Linked DNA regions of Hordeum vulgare: region 2 is linked to region 1. A link is a contact called in public Hi-C data. All regions are on one chromosome and are shown on one strand. Each heading gives the region's core, a stretch centred on a gene start, on an enhancer-like site or on the middle of the called end of the contact. The rest is flanking DNA. Distances are from core to core; before and after follow the strand shown.

The links. A called contact is a pair of places that touch in the nucleus more often than the background predicts.
Region 2: a Hi-C map of seedling shows a contact between it and region 1, with 2.8 times the contacts expected there. The contact joins the promoter of LOC123404062 here to the promoter of LOC123402147 in region 1. A contact is called at or near these places in 3 of 6 Hi-C or Micro-C datasets (leaf and seedling) and 1 of 1 datasets of contacts at active chromatin or transcription factors (embryo).

Annotation. Positions count from the first base shown.
Region 1 is chr6H:111,191,736-111,198,481 of MorexV3_pseudomolecules_assembly, reverse strand. It overlaps LOC123402147 (homeobox protein knotted-1-like 2), which reads left to right and starts at 4,048. Exons shown (of 6, transcript XM_045096027.1): 1 at 4,048-4,471; 2 at 5,238-5,358. The coding sequence starts at 4,163. It overlaps LOC123402148 (a long non-coding RNA gene), which reads left to right and starts at 5,365. Exons shown (of 2, transcript XR_006611241.1): 1 at 5,365-6,073; 2 at 6,152-6,746.
Region 2 is chr6H:111,533,323-111,540,068 of MorexV3_pseudomolecules_assembly, reverse strand. LOC123404062 reads left to right here and starts at 3,411. Exons shown (of 5, transcript XM_045097987.1): 1 at 3,411-3,970; 2 at 5,466-5,546; 3 at 6,058-6,120; 4 at 6,229-6,288. The coding sequence starts at 3,587. It also overlaps the pseudogene LOC123405183.

The DNA.
Region 1 (6,746 bases), core at 2,799-5,298:
AGTAGTAAAACGGATTCGTATGGTATAGTAGATATTTGGAGTATTTCCGAATATCACGTAGTAGCAGCATCTATAAGATGACATAAAGATTTGTAAAGCACACACGGATCTGAAAGATTCAGAACCGTTGACTAAAACCTCTCTCACGAGTAAGACATGATCAGACCCCAGAACTATATGGGTGTTGGATTCGTTAAAATTACATGGTGATGTGAACTAGATTATTGACTCTAGTGCAAGTGGGAGACTGTTGGAAATATGCCCTAGAGGCAATAATAAATTAGTTATTATTATGTTTCCTTGTTCATAATAATCGTTTATTATCCATGCTAAAATTGTATTGAATGAAAACATAGATACATGTGTGGATACATAGACAAAACAATGTCCCTAGCAAGCCTCTAGTTGGCTAGCTAGTTGATCAAGGATAGTCAAGGTTTTCTGACTATGTGCAAGTGTTGTCGCTTGATAACTGGATCACATAATTAGGAGAATCATGTGATGGACTAGATCCAAACTATGAATGTAGCATATTGATTGTGTTGTTTTATTGCTATTGTTTTCTGCGTGTCAAGTATTTGTTCCTATGACCATGAGATCATATAACTCACTGGCACCGGAGGAATACCTTGTGTGCATCAAACGTCACAACGTAAATGGGTGACTATAAAGGTGCTCTACAGGTATCTCCAAAGGTGTCCGTTGAGTTAGTATGGATCAAGACTGGGATTTGTCACTCCGTGTGACGGAGAGGTATCTCGGGGCCCACTCGGTAATACAACATCACACACAAGCCTTGCAAGCAATGTGACTAAGTGTAAGTCACGGGATCTTGTATTACAGAAAGAGTAAAGAGGCTTGTCGGTAATGAGATTGAAATAGGTATGCGGATACCGACGATCAAATCTCGGGCAAGTATGTTCATACCGAAGGACAAAGGGAATGACATACATGATTATATGAATCCTTGACACTGAGGTTCGTTAAGATCTTCGGAGAATATGTAGGATCCAATATGGGCATCTAGGTCCCGCTATTGGATATTGACCGAGGAGTTCCTTGGGGCATGTCTACATAGTTCTCGAACCTGCAGGGTCTGCACACTTAAGGTTCGACGATGTTTTAGTATAGTTGAGTTATATGTGTGGTTACCGAATGTTGTTCGGAGTCCCGGATGAGATCACAGACGTCACGAGGGTTTCCGGAATGGTCCGGAAACGAAGATTGATATATAGATGGTTTCATTTGGTTACCGGAAGGTTTTCGGGCATTACCGGCATTGTATCGGGAGTGACGAATGGGTTCCGGGAGTGAGCCCAAAGGCATAGGGTGGCGCCACAAGTCCCTAGTGGGCTGGTGGAGACAGCCCAAGAGGGCCTTGGCGCCAAGGAAAGAAAACCAAAGAAAAAGAAAAAAAAAGAGGTGGGAAGGAAGAGAAGGACTCCACTTTCCAATCCTAAATTGGAGTAGGATTGGAGTAGGACTCGTCCTCTCCTTTGGCCGGCGCACCCTTGAGGGCTTGGCCCTCAAGGCAAGCCCCCTCCCCCTCCCTCCTATATATAGTGGTGATTTAGGGCTGATTTGAGACAACTTTTGCCACGTGCAAGTCAGATATAGACAAGATAGTTCTTCCTCTAGATCGTATTTTTACGGAGCTCGGGCGGAGCCCTGCAGGAGTAGATCGTCACCACCACTGGAGTGCCGTCACGCTGCCGGAGAACTCATCTACTTCTCCGTCTTGCTTGCTGGATCAAGAAGGCCGAGATCATCGTCGAGCTGTACGTGTGCTGAACGCGGAGGTGCCGTCCGTTCGGCACTAGATCGGAATGGATCGTGGGACAATTCGTGGGACGGTTCGTGGGGCTGATCGAGGGACGTGAAGACGTTCCACTACATCAACCACGTTTCTTAAACGCTTCCCGCTGTGCAATCTACAAGGGTACGTAGATCCAAATCTCCTATCGTAGATGGACATCACCATGATAGGTCTTCGTGTGCGTAGGAATTTTTTTGTTTCCCATGCAACGTTCCCCAACAATAGCTACTGGTCATGGACTCATGGTCCAAGGAGGACTACTCACGACACGTCCGGGAAGCGTCCATGGTGGTGGAGAAGCTCCGGGGGTCAATCCTCCCTCCAACAGGGTGCCGGGAAGAGGTCTCGTGACGCTCCCAATCTTGGAAGCGCTGAGGAGGCGGAACGATGGAGAAATTCGCGATTCCAGAAAGTCTGCGAGGGTTTCCTCACGGATCTCTAAATATAGACCAAAGGAGGGCACTAGAGGAGGTGGGACCCACCCAAACGACCTCCTGTCGCGGCCTAGGGCCTGGCCGCGCCAGCAGGCCGCATCGGAGGCCCCTGGCCCCCCTCTGGCCCTCCTTCGGTGACCCCGAAGCTTTTGTTTCGCTGATTTTTTATATATTTTTCTGGATTTTTTCGGGCTTCCAAAAATTGGGTAAAAGCCCGTGCAAAATAGACATCAGCACACAGAAACTGTCACCGGGTGCAATGAGTTAGTAGGTTAGTCCAAATATGTGTAAAATGATATAAAAGTGTAGCAAAACATATAACATTGTCACCCAAATGATCATGGAACAAGTAAAAGTTATAGATACGTTTGGGACGTATCACCCGCGCCGCCGCGCCTTCGCCCCGCTCGCGCCGCCGTCGTCGAAACCGCCCGATGGACAACCACATAGACATCCCCCTCACCCCCTCCTATGCCCGCGATCCCTCCACTGCCGCCACAAGCGCCGGCGCAAACCCTAGCCCGACGAGCTTTGGGCTCGTCTCCGCCGGAGCTCCTCCGAGCACCGGTCTCGCGCTTAACCTTTTCATGACACCACGACGACCTCGGCGGGTGGTGGCGCGCCGGCGCCCGCCGTGACACGCGCCCCCCTTGAAGATTCCAAATGCACCGGCGGTGAAGAAGGCCGTCAAGAAGGTGTCCGGAAAGAAGAAGAAGGCGGATGATGGCTCCACTAGGCCGCCGAAGAAGAAACTTGCACGTCGTGCGACGGACGCGGCTCACGGGCGCAATATTTGTCGCCGCTGCTCGAGCCAGCACACTCCGTCGCGCTAAAATTTCTAATTTCGACGCTGCAAAATCGTTTTTGCGCGTGCGGCGATACCGCGACTATTGAAGATGCTCCAAGGCATACGATTAGGGCTGGACCAAAAGCTCGTAGCTCGCGAGCCTAATGAGCGCTCGATAGTTCGGCTCGTTAAGCTCGTGGCTCGCTTCTTAATGAAGAGAGCCAATCATCAATTTCAGCTCGTTAAGATTAACGAGCTTAACGAACAAGCTAACGTGTTTCACGAGTGGCTCGTTAAGCTCATTAATAACAATACAACATATTTTCATCGTACATGACAAAATTTACGTAGCACCTCATCCCATCTACTCAATCTAATCTATATACAAAGTTACAAACTAATGAATTTTTTTATAGGCACCATTTTTTCTTTTTAAAAACCACACCTACACACTTATCATATACACCGTCACACATTAAAATCTGTTAACAAGCGCTCGCGAGTACTCACGAGCTTAACGAGTTTCAAACGAACCGAGCCGAGCAGGGTTTTCAGCTCGTTAATCTTAATGAGCTTAACAAGTCGAGCCTTCACGAGCACGAGCTTAACAAGCCGAGTAGCTCGTTAATCCACCCCTATATAGGATCAATGCAAATATTGTCAATCCACAACATATAATTTCAAATTCAAACTCACATTCATTCATGAGGTACGAAGGAAAAGAAATCATGCAATGAAGAGTGACCAATAGTATGGCATGTCACCGTTCATGCTAAATTTTAAATGTGTTCTTCTCCATGGATTTTTAACTGTAATTTGGTCTCGACGGCGGCCAGCAGCTGTATCTCCTCGTCGGTATCGACGCCGTAGGGTGCACGTCTCTGCAGTCCACACCTCACATACTTTGACGAGCTCGTCGTCTCGCCCGCTCGCGGACAGTCGTCAGCTGCGACAAGGACGCCAACCCACCCTGCCATCAGTCATCCACTCCGCCCGTCCCTCCCACCCCCACCAACCAAAACCCACAACCGCCGAGGTCGTTGCGCCTCCTCTCCCCCCTGAGCGCCCCGCCTCCGCCTGCCTCCCTCCACCTCGCCACCCGACGACGCGGCGACGGAGGGCTCGATGTCGTTCCACTACCCGGACCACGGGCTCGCGATGGACGCGGCGGCGGCTGCCGCGGCCGCCGCCTCGTCGCCAAACCCTAGCTTCTCCCCCGGCGGCGGCGGCGGGGAGAGGGAGAAGGCGGCCGTCGCGGCCCACCCGCTGTACGAGCGGCTCCTGGAGGCCCACGTCGCCTGCCTCCGCGTCGCCACCCCCGTCGACCAGCTCCCCCGCATCGACGCGCAGATCGCGGCCCGCCCGCCCCCGCTCGCCGCCGCCGCCGCCGCCGCGGGCGGGCCCTCCGGAGGCGAGGAGCTCGACCTCTTCATGGTATCTATGGCTTTCGCGCCCCTGCCCTTTATTTTTTTCCTGCGTTACCATGCCACCTGGTGCCGTGCCTGCCTTGTTAGGGTGTGTGTATATGCTTCGTGTGAACAATTGGAATTCGGAATTGGGATAAAATTTGCATAGGTTTTGAGTAGGGCTGGTGATGGGTTTGTGATGTGCACCGTGTGGCGAACGTGGGAGGGTCGATCTGACTAGAGGCTGCTGGTTATTATAACAACACTGCTGCAATTTCCTTATTGATTTGTTTCGTATGAAGTAGAAATGAAGCCAAAGCAGGTACGACTAGGGTTCATCGATATAGTGGCACCATACCTGTTGAAGCAGTGTAGATACGCCATGGGTGGTGGACCTTTTTGTGGTTTACAGCGTACTAACAACTTATTTGGCAGACCTGAAATGCCATACTCCCTCTGTCCCAAAATAACTGTCTCAGTTTCGTACTAGCTCTAGTACAAAGTTGTACTAAGCTTAAGACACTTATTTTGGGATGGAGGGAGTACTATACTAGCATACGTGCTCGTCTATATGAATTGCCCATTTCTGTCTTTACTTCGATCTTCTTTAGTAGTGCCCTTACGGCTACTGATCATCTACAATGCTTTTATGTTGCGCATTACTAGAATTTCCTCTTCTTTTCAGATACTCGTATATCTTCTAAGAAATGAATATGTTGCTTACATCTAGCATAATGTTTTTCTCTGGGTATAATCCTGCTTGTGGATTCTAATTGTCCTTCACTGGCTTGCAGACACATTATGTATTGCTTCTCTGTTCATTTAAAGAACAGCTCCAGCAGCATGTACGTGTTCACGCAATGGAAGCGGTGATGGGCTGCTGGGAGCTTGAACAATCCTTACAGAGTCTAACAGGTAAATGAAAGCTTTTCTGTGTATATTGCTTGAGCAGGGTGGCAGAAATTCTCCAATCTACTGCATGGTGATTTCAATAATTTGGAAACCAAAAACAGGTCCGGTCCTGAGATTTTGGGGGCCCGGGGCGAAACTAGAATCCGAGGCCCAATCATATAAAACATCATATTAACCGATATATGCATGTATGATTTTTTGCCAATTAACATGTAGAGTGCATGCACAAGAAATATTCTTATCAAATAATTTATACCACATATTATACCCTGAAAATTGGTACCTCATCAAGAATAGCATATTCTGTAATGAATTAAATATGTGCTCATGATCACTCACATTGTTACCATCCGTGTTGATGTCAACAATTATCCATGGTCCATGGATCGTTCTTGTTATTCTGTCAACTAATGTACTCATTTTCTCTTTTTCCTTCCTCACGACGGGATGCATACTTCATAGCTGACATGACTGCTGAAATTTGAAGTAATAGTAAGCAATTTATCATGCAAAGATACAAAGTCACAAAAGTAGATCAACCCAATAAAATCTTACCAACTGTCACACTGAATTCACACGTGACAAATCACAAATAAATATCTAACCCTAAATTTGTACGAGTAAGAAACAAATATCTAGCTAGCCAGGACTTGAGGAGTGGAGGATGGAGGTAAGATCTGCTCTCGTGGATCATGTCCCAGTATCACGAACAGCAAGGGTGAGCATCCATCAAAAGAGTCTCGGTCATCTTCTTCAGCAGGTCCAGGATGAGTAATATGCAAGGTTTGACCTCCAGCTTCATGCGTACGATCATCATACTTCCGACATCTCTAGCACCACCGTCGACATCTCTAGTGCTGCTCGATCATTGGCGTTTTGAAGACCTGCCAAGTCATGAATGCCCTGGCCACCTTACGCAACAGGTTGATATTGAATTTTTCAAGTCATGAATGCCCAGGTCACCTTTCTTCGTGGGTCTACATATTATAAGCCACCTTACCATATGGTATTTCCTTTTGGTGTAGCCACCTTGCCAGAAAAACTTCCTGATTGTTTTGTTCATACCACCAATAGTTGTCTTTGGCAGCTCATACGATAACCTTGAACTCTTCAATTTGTCTAAGATTCAACCTTGAACTCTGAAATCGTCTAAGAATCAACCCTGAACTATCAAAACCGGCTAGGAATCAACCCTTCTCTCCCCTAAAACTGCTTTTCACTAAGTAGACCTAGTTTTGACCCGTTGACTGGCCAGCCAGAGCCACGTCAGTGTAGTCACTTAACCCATTTTTGATCAAATTGTGTCAAAAAATGGAAGTGTCCAAAGAAATCTTTAAAATCAACACCAATATAGTGATCATTCTGGGAAAGTTTCACACAATTTGGCATAA
Region 2 (6,746 bases), core at 2,162-4,661, 340 kb before region 1:
TCGCCTCGAACACATCGCCAACGGAGCAGCCGACGAACCGGAGCCAGCGCTCGATCCGTCCGTCCGTCTGAAGACATGGGCCTCAAGGTACGAGATGCACGCGCAAAAATCCTCTGCTTCCTCTCCCCCTCTCGATCTCGCGCTCCCTCTCCCTGTTGGAGTCTTGGAGCCCCGGTCGGCCGCTGCTCTCCTACCAGGCGCATGGCTCCCTCGCGCTGCTCGCTGCCGACCGCTCCCTTCTTGCGCGCCTCTGGACAACCGCTTGCGCTACTCTGCCGCGCCCCCGCACCACCGGCAGCGGCCTTAGGAAAGGGCGAACCGCTGATAGGTGGGACTAGGGCGGACACGAGAGGGGAGGAGCGGACGAGATCGGGGCGCTCAGTTTTGTCCGTCGTGGACCCATTTATGACCTAGTTTGGGTCGGGATGGACAACAAACGGACACACACGTTTGTTTAGGGTCATTCCGTTGGACCAACTTTTATGTCCGAATGACCCAAACGAATAAAATGGATCGTTGCGTTGGGTTGCTCTTAATTAAAAACATAAACATCTCTTGCCTTGGCTATTTTGTTCGATCACCGAATAAAGCAGCACCGATCTATAACAAGACATGGACGGACCTACCGATTCAGGCTGCAGGTGGGAGCGGACCTAAGTGGGACTAGGTGGGCTATCCCACTTATATCATTTTAGTGGACTCCCACTGGATAGGAAATAAATTAATCGGGTTATCCCACATAACCCATTGGAACCCACTTTAGCCCACCAACCCCTTATAGATTTCTTTCGTGGACAGAGGGATCAGACGAGGCGCCGGTCTTACGGTAGGTGTCCTTCTTCATGTCGCCGAGCAGGAGTGCGAGCTCGAGGTCGAAGACGAGCGCGATGTAGAAGCCCTCTAGTGGCTCTGGCCCGGCGCCGAACCTGGTGGCGGAGAGCTCCCAGAAGATGTCGACCTTCCGCCGTCAACGTCGAGGCTCTTGGAGCCCTTCTTCTTGGAGAAGAGCTAGGGCTTGATGTCCGCCTTGCAGAGGCTCTGGCCGGACAGGCCGTCGACGGCGACGCTGAGGCCTTGCCCCATGAGGCTCTTGCTCGAGTGATGCTCATTCAGTATCTGTACCGCTGCAGCTTGTGAAAGCAAGGAGACCCAACTCAGGGTCCAATTTGTTACACTACCCAATTATCAAAATCAAGCCAAATCCCACTCTACCGCGGTACAAACACACGCCATCCATCCCGAGTCTGACAATCAATCTCACACGCACAGCCTACTAGTTCTTCTCCACTTGCACACATCCAAGATCCAACACACACAAGGGTGACAACAGAATGCGAAAACCAAGAATGAATTGCCTGGACACAACAGCATACCCCTGGATCCCCGACCAACCCACGGAACCGGACACCATCACGACGGATGCAAACCCACCCGTCCTCGGGGCGCCGTGGTACGCCGGCCGGCGGCCAGGAGAAGCCGTTGTTCTAGGTTGCATCAAAGTGCCACTTCACGCTTGATGGAGATGCAGGTTCAGCGGCACCCAGAGGCAGTCGGAGCTCTGCTCGCCTTTGCCCGCCTCGGTTCTGCCGCCATTGGAGCCACCGTCGTGCTCATCCTTCTTCGTGTTGAGGAAGCGGTCGTGGGTGCCCCTCGCCCGCCGCATCGCGTGCTGGTGCCGGGACTCGTGGAGGTAAGGCTGCGTGCTCGTCCTTCCCGTCGCGCGTCGTCGTGCCGTTCCTTGGGGCGGCCGGGGACAAGGCCAAGAGGGCACTGTCGTGGCCGGGGACAAGGCCAAGAGGGCGCTCTCGAGAAACCGCCGCCGGAAGCTCCCGCCTTCACCGCAGAAGCCGTCGGGAGGGGAGCAAGCTGGAGTGGGGAGAGCAGGACACATCAGAACCATGTCTTGTGTTAAGTGGGATATACTAGGATCTCATTTAACCCATTTAACGTTTGATGGGTTACCCATAATTTCCACCAATCTGTAGTGGGATCAGGTGGGTTGAGGTGGGATGCCCGCGAGCAGTCCCACCTGCAGCCTGACTACCGATTGATTGTAGAATGCTGCCTGCGTGCGTGCCCATCTCTGGCCAGCGGCGGCACTTCCACTTCGAGGCCGAGAAGAACCGGTCAGAAGAAGCACCACCGAATGGCGATCGGGAGGTCGTTCCACGCGGACGCGCGTGGAGACCGGGGCGTTTCGTCGAGTCCTAGAAGGCCAGCTCGCTGCGGAGGGTAAAAACGGAAAAGACCACCGGCAGTGTGACGAGCCCACTTCAGCTCAGTTTTATTTTATTTATTTATTATAATGTCCAAACGTTGGACTGGTTTGAGATTCTTCGTCGTAGCCCAGTAGATCAGGACTGGAGTCGCCAGCTAGCTTGGCTTGCTGGCGCAGGAACTAGAGCTATTTCCCTGCAGCCGAGCAAAGTGCCGATGCTTCGTTTGCAAGGATACTCCAGGGTCTCCAGGCCCAGGGTCAATACAGAGCCGTATTTTTACGTTTTTTATATTACAGATTTCAGTACGAGTTGGGTTACAGAATCGAATAATTCTTCTGCTAGCTAAAAATAATAACAATTCTCCTACTCTGAACAGAATTCTACTATCTGTAGTAACAGATTCAAGGCGGAAAATCCAACCTGCCCGGAGGGAGAAACCAGTGTGCTCTCGCAAGTCCCTACTGAAATTTAAAATGTAAATCGGTGCGCTGCCGCTGCCGCTGCCAAATAGGCCCCTGGTGTCAGCGAAAGGAAGACAAAGAAGAGGCTTCCACCGGTGAGGAACACTGTTGCATTGCCTGCCTGCTTGCGTGCGTGGGAATGCGCGCAGTAACTTCACGGTCAGCAGCGGCCAGCAGCAGAACGTGAACGAGAGAGAGGGGCAGCTCGAGAAGCAAAGCTCCCGTTCTTCTTCACAAGGCAAAAAAAAAAAAAAAAACCTATCCGAGAGAGGCTCAGGCGCTTTCCATCCATCATCATCATCCTTCTCAGGCTGGCTCACTGACTGACACGCTGCCCCCACCCGCAGCTCAAACTCCCATTCCGCTCCTCCCTCCTGGCTTGCGTCCTACGCCTGGCGCTTCTTCCGGGCCCACCCCGGCGTGCTTCGGTCTCTGACGCCCGGGCCCACCCGTCATTTCCGCGGTGGCCACTGTGCGCGGAAAGAAAGGCTTCCGCTCGGCTCCCGAACTTGGTCGGACAGCGGCCACCTCGCCGCGGTTACCCGCTGACGCGTGGGGATAGGTGACGGTGGGGCCCGGGGTTCAGCGGGAGGGGAGGTTAGGTGCTGCGATGTGGCGGTGCGGGGCAGGCGGGGTGCGTGTGTGTCGTGTGTGCGGGGCGGGGCGGGGGGTGGGATTATTTTAGTCGGCGGTTTTATTCCGCCATTTAAAAGGCCCGGCCACCACGCCGTGGCCTTGGTTCGTCTCCACGCCCCCCCATTCCTTTCCCTGCCCTGCTGCCCACCCACATCTCCACCTCCACCCTCCACCCTCCCTCTCTCCATCCACTCCACCGGCGCATCGGGTGTCTCCGTCTCCGTCCGTCCGGCCGCCGTACGTGGTGTTCTTTCTTCCTGAGCCGGCGACATGGCCGCCGCTGCTGCTGCTCCTGCAGGCGGCGACGACGCGGTCGCCGCCGACATCATCTGCTCGCTGCGCGGGGCCGACCTGGCCGGGTGGACGCCGCCGTGGAGCAAGCGCGCGAGGCCGATGGAGGACGCGAGGGAGCTGTCCTGGCCGGCCATGGCGCGCGGGAAGCGCTCGCAGCGCCGCTCTCCGGCGTCGTCGTCCGCGGCGGCGGGGGGTAAGAAGGCGAGGTGCGCCCGGTCCAGCCCGGCCTCGCCGCTCGACTACAGCGCCGGCTCCGCCTCCCTCCGCTCCGGCGCCTCCACCAGCGGCGGCGAGGACGGCGCCTTCTGCTCCCCCTGGCACCGCCGCGCGGCCACCGCGCCGGCGACGACGATGACGAAGGTTCGTGCCTGCGTCCATATCCATCCATCCACCCCCCACGTCCCTGCCGCCGCCCTCCGCTTTGCTTTGGGTTCTTCTCCCTCCCCCACCACCAGCGTCTCTCTCTCTCTCTCTCTCTCTCTCTCTCTCTCTCTCCCCTATCTCTGCGCTTTCCTTTCTTTCGTTTCTTTTTGCCCTTTTCGATTTTTCTCCCCTGCCCCGTGACGAAACTGCCCCTACTGGTCAGCAGCAGCAAAGATCCCTTCTTCCATTCGCCATGATTTGAACACCGCCTTTGTCTACCTTCTCCATCTCATCTTCTCGTCATCTCATACCATTTCATCTCAATCCCATCTCGCTTGGCGCAGCAGCCGTGTCCTGCTCCGGGGATCCGCATTGGTTCGCGCCCTCCCGAATTCCCACTTCAGTTACTCTACAAAACTACTGCCGGTTCCAGGGAAAAAAGCTGCCATGAAAAAGCGAGCTGAATTTCAGCATCTTTTCCCATAAGTGCGTGCGGATTTGCTTATGCAGAGCTGCTGGAGTGATGCACGCAGTAGTTGACTCCCAGTACTGGGGGGCAGTTCGGGGAACTGGCGGTGCAGCCGGTGGGTTGGGTGTGCCCCCCCCCCCCCCCCCCCCTCCACGCGACCACGCCCCTCCGTATCCCCGAGCTACCCCTCGGCTCCCCCACAGCGCGGGGGGCATTAAAGCGAGGGGCAGCGCGGTCATTCCCCCCACGTCCTTTATCCCCCGGCGCAATTGCTCGTGTGGTGGGAGCCTGCAGGGTGTGGCCCCCACCCCTACCCCCTCCCCGCCCTCTCTCTGGTGGTGTTGAGTGTACGCAGAGTCAAAAGCGCTGAGTTAAAACTCGGGATCCAAGTGGGTGGCATGGCAGCAGGATCGATGGCGTGCGTGGATGGCCGGCCGGCCGGCCGGCGCCGCCGTCGCGTCGGGTGGTTTTCTCCTGTTTGCCTTTTTGCGGGGAAGGACGGGGTGGCAGTGGGGCTTCGTGGATGGATGGATGGATGCCGATTGCCGAATAGGGACGGCGGCTTCTGTTACGGCGTTTGCGTCGTGTGGTGGTTGGTTGCGCCGGCGGATGGGGTTCCCTGCCTGACCAGAAATGGGCCATGTAAATCTGGTAACGTCGGTCGATACGGCCGAAGAAGAAAAAAAACCGTATTCTTTGCGTCACTCGCGTGCCTCATCATGCTGTTTGCCTGATTCCCGAACCGGCGTTTTTTTTGTTTTGAACGGGAGGAATATCTTCAGCATTATCGTCGGAAAGGAAGTATGTATCTTGAAACTATTCTTTTATTTTTTGAAATACGAGTAGTAGCAAATTTTTTGAAACTATTCTTTTACTCCCGTCCGTGATGTGTTGGGTCGAGGCAGCCGTGGCCTGTCGTTGCGTTGCATCCTCCAACTTAGAGCGTGATGATTTGTTCGATACCCGTCGCGCATTGATTGGTTTGTTCGCTTGCTTATTACAACTGCCCATCCCTTGCTGCAGGTGGGCTCCATCGGACGGCCACAGTTGACCTTCCAGGCCCCGCCTCCGCGGCCCGCCGGCCAGAGGCAACGGAAGAAAATGGTGAGCTCCTTCATCATCAAATACGTAACAGTTACTGTATTACTGTACCGAAATACGTGGAAAAGTATTACGTGGCGTACACGCGCTTTGTTTTACCGGTCTCGCTCGGCAAAAAGAGAGAGGGTCTGGCCATGACCCGGCGGCGAGCGCCACGCCACTAGTGTAGTCGTCACAAGGAAAAAGGCCGCAGTAGTGGTGGTTGAACTACATCAGTGTACGTATACTAGTTTAGTTTATAATAAAGGAGCAGCACATCTCGGCCTGCCGTTCGAAAGGGCGTGATGAGGGCTGGCTGAACAAGAAAGGGGGGAATCTTAGGGCCAAAGCCACAAAAGCTGTACGTACCAGCCAAAAAGACCTGCTTCATCACCAAGATAGCCCCATGACCAAAAAGCACAGGAATATAGCGATCCAGAGATTGTACATGATTTTGGGTCTGTTTCTTTCATGTCTCTGTGCTCTGCCTTGATTTGTAGTAGCGCTGATGATTGGTTGCTGCCGCGATTTGCAGAGGCTGCCGGAGGTCCAACAGCTGGTGCGGTCGCTCGCCGTGGAGAACGAGAGCCTACACGAGGTGATGATAATGAGGATATGATCTTTTTAAAATTTACGCCTTTTCTTTAAGCATGCCACCACAAGCTTACTAACGAAGCGTCGGAACTTGTTTTTGGATTTTGAGCAGGAGATGCGGGCTCTGCAGAGGGCTTGCTCCGCGCTGTCAAAAGAAAATGACAAGCTTGAGGTGAGCTTTCTTATCTGTTTGTGATGTGTTCTTTTTCTGTCCCAGATAGGGTGTGCGGGCCGCCACCGAATGGGTTTCTTTCGGGCGGAATGGCTTATGAAAAATGCATCCTGTTCTGTTCTAGTTCTAGCTTAAAGCATAAGCCTGGAGTTTTATATTGTTTTTTTTTTCTTTTTGAAACGGAGGGAGTTTTATATTGTTATAGCGTGGGAGCTTTGTATGCCTCGGAAGTTAGTGGTCCATATGGTTCCCGTTGATCTTTTTGTAAGCGCTTTAGTGTGTGGGCTATCCCCTCCTAAAGATGTTGTAGGGCCTATTGGGCTGGTGGCTAGTGGCTTTTCTTTCATTTCATTTGCCATTTCGTTTCAGAAGGATAAATAAAAACAAGGCTAGCGGTCGTTTTACATTGTTATTAAGTGGAAATATCTCTCTTCTTTTCCTTTCTGGAAAACTTTTGG